2 separate regions of the Sus scrofa genome follow, and region 2 is linked to region 1. Evidence: chromatin contacts called from public Hi-C data. All regions are on one chromosome and are shown on one strand. The core of a region is the stretch at or near the end of the contact, and the rest is flanking DNA. Distances in the headings are between cores, read along the strand shown. Region 1 overlaps C8H4orf22. Region 2 overlaps C8H4orf22.

Region 1 (4,369 bases), core at 1,272-3,771:
TTCCGCAGGTTAACAAATCGAAGCCAAGCACAGTCTGAGTCCCACCCTCTGTGAGCACACAGTCAGTCCTCAGCCAGGCACACGGACGAGGAGGAGGCCATCGAGAAGCAGAACGAAGAAAAATGGGCAACTTGCAATTATGTAAATATTCCCTTTCCAGAACCCAGTGGTGGTGAAAACAGAAACGTGGCCTGAAAGAGAGAGAGTGGAATAGGAAAAGCAAGAAGCTTATAAATTGAATAATCTGTTTCCAAACTGTTTAGGTTTAACAACACTTGTGAATGGTACAAAGTTTAAGATGGTTCATTTTTTTTTTTTCCAGCCGCATCCGTGGCATGTGGAAGTTCCTAGGCCAGGGATGGAACCCATGCCATGGCTGTAACCAGAGCCACAGCAGAAACAATGCCAGGTCTTTAACCCACTGAGTCGCAAGGGAACTCCCAAGATGGTTCATTTTTAATGTGAATGTCTCATCCCTCATAGTTTTTTATACAAATATTTTATATGTATACATAGATGGAGAGTTATATAATTATAATATAGTAGATTTAAAAAGAAAGTTCAGCTAGGAAACATTTTACAAATGTCTCCACTACAGCACACTCTATTCTAAAATAAAAATAAGCAAAACCACCTCATAGAATCTTCATGCTGCTGCATTACATGAGCTTCGGGTCCAATGCAACTTCCAAGCTGCCCCCACTGTGAGGGTTCATGATTGAAATTACATTTCTGGTCCCACAGCATTAGGAATGGAAAGCAGGTATTTCACCTTTACAGTGATATCTTCTCAGTTCTCTTAAACGGAAAAGCAAATTCTCCAAACCACCCTTTTAATTCTGGACCCATGCCCTTCCACACTGATAGCTCTCACTCTGCAGTCAGAAATCAAGCTACGGCCAATGCCTCTGGCTTTCTGAAAAATAACCCAACGTTTCCCGATTCTAAAGCCGGAAAATATTGCGATTCTTTTCTTTCCATTTATTTAGTTAGTAAAGTGTAGTTGATTTACATGTTGTGCCGATTTCTGCTGTCAGCATAGCGCCTCAGTCATACATACGTGCACGTGTAAACATCTATATGTCCACACGCATACATATATGTGTGACACATACATACATTCTTTACTCATATTACCTTTCATCGTGTGCTATCCTAAGAGACTGGATATAGTTCCTGTGCTGTACAGGGAACTACATCCCTCACATCTGCCTGCATCTGTGAGTTTTTTCTTTCTTACCACTGATTTTTAGCTGTTTTTTCATGGCTTACATCTGGGAGGGTTTTTCTTTCTTACCATTGATTTGCAACTGTTTCTCCCCCATTTACAGCTCCAACCCCTGGCAGCATCACCCTTCTCTCGGCTCTCTCCCCCCTCCCTCCTCCACTCCTGCCCTTCCTCACTTTCTCTCTGTCTCTGAGTGTGTGTGTCTATTTCCATCTCTGTGCCACTATTTCTCTCCCCCACTTTTGTTTTTTTTGTTTTGCTTTCATCAAATGCCGAGCATCTCGACATCCTCACGCAGAGAGAACACAGCGACGGGCAAGACAGGCACGGTCTTCATCCTATGGTGCCTCTTGCTTGTCTAAGGAGACGGACATTGGAAAAAGATGGAAAACTACACAGGGTTGAAAAGTGTGCAAATGCAAAGATAGAAAGCACAGTGGAGAACCGGTGGGTAAAGGCAATCCTAACCCTGCCTGAAAGGTCCCCCTCCTCCTTCCCTTAGGGAAAGGAAACTGTCCCCAAGAGACAAGCCCCGCTGACTTCCCTCCTTCCCTCCCTCCCTCCCACAAACATTTCTGAATGCACACTACGTTGCCAACACAGGACACATCAAAGAACCATTATCAAAAGTATTTCACAATCAGTACCGCAATTTAAATGCACAAATACCCTGCTAGAAATTTATTTTCCAGAAACTCTCAGATAAGAGAGGGGTGTTCGCTAGTTTTGTAACAATACAGTGCAAAAAGGAAAAATTAAATGCTTTTCAATTAGGGTATAGATTTAAATATCACAGCAAAAACATGCAATGAAATATTATACAGTTTTTACAAAGACTGGAGTAGATCTACTTAGCCTAATAGCACAAGCTAATTCAGATACAGCGCCACATGGAAAGAGCAAGCTGCAGACGAGTAAAAGTATGTATGGAAGCAGATTTCTAAATCTCCATCTGTAATTCAATTTACCGGTTATTTATATTTCTATGTATGTCTATAACCAAGTGCCTTTCACTATAATGATGGCTATACATCTCTGTATAGTCAGAGAATATTTCTGGAAAGATATACAAGATACTGTTAGTTGCGAAAGGGACAGTGAGATTGGAAAATGGGACTCTCACTTTTAAATGTATACCTATTAATAAAGACTTACTGGGAGTTCCCATTGTGGCTCAGCGGAATGAATCTGACTTGTATCCATGAGGATGTGGGTTTGCTCCCTGGCCTCGCTCAGTAGGTCAGGGATCCAGCATTGCCATGAGCCGTGGTGTAGGTCACAGGGCCAGCTGGGATCCCTCGCTGCTGCGTCTGTGGCGAAGGCCTGCAAGCTGCAGTTCTCATTCAGCTCCCAGCCTGAGAACTTCCATATGCCGTGGGCGCAAACCTAAAAAGCAAAAAAACCCAAAAACCTAAATAAGGTTTCTTTATCGTTTTTTAATTTATCCATTAGGTAGAATAACTGGGAGCTTCACCGACTATTCTACCAACAAATGGAATGGTCCCTCTTGGGATTACAAGAGAAAGGCCACTTGGCTCCCATCGCCCTAAGAGGACTGGGTGGACTGGCCAAAGCGTCCTTGCTGGAAACAAGGATGCGCCCGTGAAACACACACCAACGCGGTGTGACTAACTTGTGTTCAAGTGCTCAGTGTAATCAGATTTGGAAAAGAGCCACTCAAAACGGGAGGTAACAATAGGTGCACCTGGGTAAGAGGTGGGCAGATGTCTGCATTATTCCTGAGTCTTTTCTTCAGCTTAATATTATTTCTTTTTAAAAAAGATTCAAAAACACAGAAAGCTGGCATAATGAAATGGTATCAAGTAGGTGACAAAACAAGCTGGTTTTTATTTTCTATAAAAAAATAAACACGTCCTCTTTTCACTTCATCTGAAAGTTATTTTTAGAGCCAGAATGAAGTACCACAAGGAAAAAGCTCATTCTTGAAGCAAACACATTCCTGACGTTCGTTGCTATTTCTTCTATTTAAAAGGTAGTAAATCAGTGAGAGTATTTCCGGATGTCATTTCCTCTTTGGCTCTAGAATCTGGCTTTTAGTTTTCCCGTCATATCTAGAGCTGGATGCATTACTGCAACTTTTTTATGTTTAAGGAAAATGATTATTATAAAAACACTTTAGGGAAATCATTTTGATATTTTTCTTCTCCCATTAGGACACTTTTTACCTTTGGAAAAAAAAAAGGCACAGACCTGCGCATTAAGCATTTGGTTGGAAAGTAAGCACTGCTCAAGAGAAAACGTATTTGCACGCAAGTATCTCCTCAACGACAATCAACTCTCACTCTCCCAAATACGAAGAAATTATCTCGACAGGACCCCAAGCAGAATTACAAATAACAATTTCTCTTTTAACTGAGAGATGAAATTTTCATAACTCAGCCATGGAAAATGGAACTTTTCCAATTTTTCTCTGTAACTGAACTGAACTTACCTTATGAGTCCCCATTTCAACTGGTGGCAAAATACGTGATCTTGCCAGCATAAAATAAACTCGGTTTGGGCTCTTTTTTTTTTTGAGCTGAAACACCCTTTGTTTAAGAAAAATATTCTGATGGCTCAGAATTCTCCCGCTTCCCATTTTCCTTTTGATCACCTAGGGTTAAGGTTTTCCTTCTGTACCACACCAGCCTCAGGGGCCAGGTCTCCAATCTACCCAGCCCGCCTTTCTGATGTGATGTGCAATTCATACTTTTGCACAGTGCATAACTTGGCTCTTGATTGCTGTCCCTGCATTCACGTTGAAACAGGGGTGTCCCTCTTTACTCTCCAGTTGCTAGTCGTGGGCACACACCGCCACCACCTCACAGTGTAAACAGAACATGCACGTTATCGAGAGAAAACGGGTAAGCAGAGAAGCAGCAGAACACACAGCATCCCCTGCTCCCAACCCCCATCACCCAGTGCTCCTATCTATGTGTACGTGGCCAATGTCCCAGCAGAGGGGACACTCGAGTCAGTTACACCCCACACACCTGTAAGGCTAAGGGTCAGGGAATCTGTGTGATCCCTGTCAGCAGACACCTCCTTGTCAGGTGACAGCCCTGTCAGAAAGGCCATCTGGGCTCCCAGGACTCTTCTCGCGCAGAACCAACTCACACCTGCTGAGCCGGCTCTCTGCTA
Region 2 (4,369 bases), core at 828-3,327, 200 kb after region 1:
GGAACTACAACTGGAACTCTCATACATTGCTAGTGAGAAGGTAAAATGATTTAGACACTTTGGAAAATCATTTGAAATTTTCTTTCTTTTTTTTTTTTCCGTCTTTTTGCCTTTTCTAGGGCCGCTCCTGCGGCATATGGAGGTTCCCAGGCCAGGGGTCCAATCGGAGCCACAGCCGCCAGCCTACACCAGAGCCACAGCAACTCGGGATCCGAGCCGCGTCTGCAACCTACACCACAGCTCACGGCAACGCCGGATCGTTAACCCACTGAGCGAGGCCAGGGATCGAACCCTCAACCTCATGGTTCCCAGTCGGATTCGTTAACCACTGTGCCACGACGGGAACTCCTGAAATTTTCTAATAAACATATGCCTACCATGTGAATCAGCGATCCTATCTTGGGTATTTACCTAAGATAAATGGAAATATACGTCTTTACAAAGGCCTATTTGCGAATATTTATAGCAAGTTTATCAGAGAGGCCTAAAACTCAAAACAACCATCATCAACTGGAGAAAGCATAGATACACAAATTGCTGTCCACTCATCTGTAAAATGGAATATTACTCAGCAATAAACAAGGACAAGCTTGCATGCAACCATATGGTCTCAAAGGCCTCATAATTTATGAAGAAAAAAATGGCTGCATACTTTACCATCCATCTAAATGCCATTTTGGAAAAGGTAAAACTCTATGTACAGAAATCAGGGGCGTGGTTGTCGGGGCTGAGAGAAAAGCCTAAATACAAAGAGGCGTGGGGAACTGTGGGTGGTAATAGAAGTGTGCTTATCCTGATCGTGGTGGGGGTCACACTACCGGGTACGTTTGTCGTAACTCATCAAATTAAACACTTGTAAAACATCAATAAATTTTACTTTCAAAAACGAATTATAAAAGTATAACAAAAAAGGACTTGCTGCCTGGCTTCAAGGCATATGGTCAGCAGGCAGCTTCTAGTTAACTGCCTTGCTCAGCCCCAGCAGCCGAGCAGATGTCATGTTCTCCTTGGGGTGTCCCCCACAAATCACTGAGCAAGACAATGGTTCAAAGACCTACTATTTCCACCAAATATAGGACCCTTCCAACAGGTGGTGGTTGCTTTGTGATCTTCACCGGCCCGGCAGAGACTTTGCCAAGAGGGCACGAAGGTCTGACAGCTCCGCCTACCCAGTCTTGCTTCCACCCTTTTCCTTTATGTGTAACCTTTTGAATTCTTAAGTCACCTCTGTGCCTGCTTCCCAGAAAGGTTAGTCTGTGACAGACTGTACCTGGAGTAGCTTGAGAAACAGGTGCTGAGATGGAGTTTAGGAACTGGGGTCTCAGCGGAAGCCCTCTGGTAATGAGGTTCAAGACCGTGGAGGCAGGTGGTACGCAGACAACCCACAAGGTGGGCGTCCAGTTGGTGAAATGTTCTCGTGCGATAAGCTGGGGTGCTAGCAGTCAGAGTGGCACGCCCTAGCCAAGGGGATGATTCGGGCTTTGGGAGTGTACGGGGAATGATAAACGCAAGAACAAGGGAATCAGGTAATTATTGTTCAATTGCATCGCTGCCCTATGGATTAATAATGCAAAGCTAAGAGCGATGAGCCAATAACTGCCACAAAGCACGAGAGCCAGAGCAGTGCTCGTCCCGTGCAGCGGGAGGGCAGAAGATGAAGATGGAGCACAGACCGGGCAGGCGCAGCGGCTGAAGTCCAGAGGCAGGTGGACGGCCAACAGGCGTGGGTCGGCTCCCCCGAAACCAGAGCCCTGGTGAGGAAACCCTGGATCCTGGCCCACAGGATGGAGACACGTGAGCAGATGCTCTCGAAGATTCCGACCTCCCCAGCCCCTGGACCTCCTGACCCTGCTGAGGAGGCAGCCCATTCCCCTCCATTAGGATCTCACGAACTCCCACCACCAGCAGCAGCAACGTGAGACGAAACGTAAGACAACATGTGCCCGCTCGGGAGACGCCCCTCTGAACACGGCTGCCACGTGAGCACTGTGCCCGGCGACCGGGAGGCAGAAAGGAGGGACACCATCTGGTGAAGAGTGACTGCTGCTGAACAGCAAAAGAAACAGGACTGCTGCTGAGCCAAAGGCAGAGGAGTTCCCGCGGCCCAGCAGACACCAACCCGCCTAGTATCTGTGAGAACGTGGGTCCCGTCCCTGGCCCTGCGCAGTGGCTTAAGGATCTGGCGCTGCCTTGAGCTGTGGGGTAGGTCACAGATACGGCTCAGATCTGGCGTTGCTGTGGCTGTAGTGGAGGCCGGCAGCTGTAGCTCTGGTTTGACCCCTGGCCCGGGAACTTCCATACGCCAAGGGTGCAGCCCTAAAAACCAAAAAAAAAAAAAAAGAGAGAGGGAGAGAGAGAGGAAGAGGAGACAGACAGAGGGAGGGAAGGGACTCGTCCAGCTTTTTAAATTTAGTCCCAGATGTACCAGATGATAAAAGGACATAAGAAAACCTCCTAAATCATCTTTTGGTTTCGGCAAAGAAGACCCCAGGGATCCCTATATCTTCAGCATCTGAGGCTCCTGTCCAGCTCCCGGTACAGAAACTCTCAACGGCTCATCACAAAGTCTCTCAAGGAGACGGCAATAGCCAAGCAGCACAAATACCAGCTCCACCAAGGGTACCGCTTACTCCATCTATGTCTCAGATGCTGTGTTTCAGTAAATAAGGTCACTATGTCAATAGCAGTTTTAAGAAGAGCTAATTCATCTCTTCAAAAGATAGGCTGACTCAGAGTTCCCGTCGTGGCCCAGTGGTTAATGAATCCGACCAGGAACCATGAGGTTGTGGGTTCAATCCCCGGCCTTGCTGATGGGTTAAGGATCCGCTGTTGCTGTGAGCTGTGGTGTAGGACGCAGACACGGCTTGGATCCCAAGTGGCTGTGGCTCTGGTGTAGGCCGGCGGCTACAGCTCCGATTAGACCCCTGGCCTGGGAACCTTCATATGCTGTGGGAGCAGCCCTAGAAAAGGCAAAAAGACAAAGAAAAAAAAAATAAGCCGAGTCAAGTAAGGAGGCAGATGCTCTTAAAAGCTCCTTCAGAAGAGGGTTCAGCCCCAGTGATGGATCAGTTAGAATTATTAACCGGCCCTAAGCGCCCAGCGTTTCACCTTTGTGCCAGGGTTTCTCTCTCCACCACCGTGGGCATCGACGGAACTCCTCCTGGAAAATGAGACTCTCCAGGACTGAGGGTGGGCGCTCCCTGAGGACACGCAGCCAATCTCATCCCTTCTGTCCAAGCTTTGCAGTCTCTGCCTTGCGGCCACCAAACCCAGCTGGCGTGAATCTCAGTGGAAGGGGGACGAGAGCCGACGTCTGCGTGACAGCGAGGCCGAGCCGGCTTTGCAGCGGAGCTTGAAGCCGCGGGGGAAGGCAGAGCCCCCGCCGCCGCCAGGGGGGTAAGAGTGAGCAAAGGCCTCTAGTTGGCCCAGCTTGTGGCGGGCGGGGAGTCTCGCCAAGGGAGTCGGGGCACATCAAGATAAAGGGCGAGAGAAGGACGAGCCGGGAAGAAACCGCGGCAAAGGGACGTGCCCACCTCCACACCCTTGTTCGCGGACCGACCCCCGCTCACCCTTTCGAAGATCACCCGGCAGCCGCGCCTCCGGACGCGCTTCCCCTGCCCTTCAACCCCTCAAATCGTGACTTCGCACCACTGCAGGACGCGGCCACAGCCCCACTGCGGCATCTGCTACCGCCTGTTGTAACCGCCCTTTTTTTGGCCTCCTGGCTTCTAGGGCCGCACCCGCAGCACACGGAGGTTCCCGGCTAGGGGTCTAATCGGAGCTGCAGCCACCGGCCTCCACCACAGCCACAGCCACAGCCACGCCAGATCCGAGCCACGTCTAGGACCTACACCACAGCTCAGGGCAACGCGGGATCCGTACCCCGCGGAGCAAGGTCAGGGAGCGCGAACCCACATCCTCACGGATGCTCGTCGGGTAAGAACCCCACAGCCAGTGGCCGTCACACTTGCTGCATCCTTCCTTCCAGCCCCGGGCAACCGCAAATCTACCTGTGCCTCTAGGGATTTACCTATTCTGGACATTTTGTATAAAGGGGACTATACCGTTTGCAGTCTTTTTGTCTACCTTCTTCTGCTAGGAGTGTTTGCAGGCTACTTTACTCCTTTTCGTGATCGGAGAACACTGCACCGAATCTCCGTGTCACGTTTTTATCCATTCACCCGCTGGCAGACAGCTGGGTGTTTCCGCTCAGTGGCGGCCAGGAATAAAGCTGCCAGGAGCACTGGTGTCTACGTTTTAAGTGCACCTGCGTCTTCACTTCCCTGGGTTACACGCCTAGGAGTGGAACTGCTGGGTCATATGTAACTCTGCGTTTAACTATTTGAAGAACTGTCAAAGTATTTTCCAT

Evidence for each region. A called contact is a pair of places that touch in the nucleus more often than the background predicts.
Region 2: a contact with region 1 is called in a Hi-C map of omental adipose tissue, with 2.2 times the contacts expected there. The contact joins two enhancer-like sites. A contact is called at or near these places in 3 of 47 Hi-C or Micro-C datasets (alveolar macrophages, embryonic fibroblasts and omental adipose tissue).

The regions. Positions count from the first base shown.
Region 1 is chr8:137,265,515-137,269,883 of Sscrofa11.1, forward strand. All of the region lies in intron 3 of C8H4orf22, which reads right to left. Among named protein-coding and RNA genes, the nearest start is that of C8H4orf22, 220 kb to the right of the region's middle. Within about 2 kb of position 2,522, at least 1 of the 83 cell types and tissues checked has an H3K27ac peak or open chromatin away from gene starts, as enhancers often do. A contact at or near this core is called in omental adipose tissue, where this site is marked.
Region 2 is chr8:137,465,089-137,469,457 of Sscrofa11.1, forward strand. The region is part of intron 2 of C8H4orf22; the gene reads right to left. Among named protein-coding and RNA genes, the nearest start is that of C8H4orf22, 25 kb to the right of the region's middle. Within about 2 kb of position 2,078, at least 2 of the 83 cell types and tissues checked have an H3K27ac peak or open chromatin away from gene starts, as enhancers often do. A contact at or near this core is called in omental adipose tissue, where this site is marked.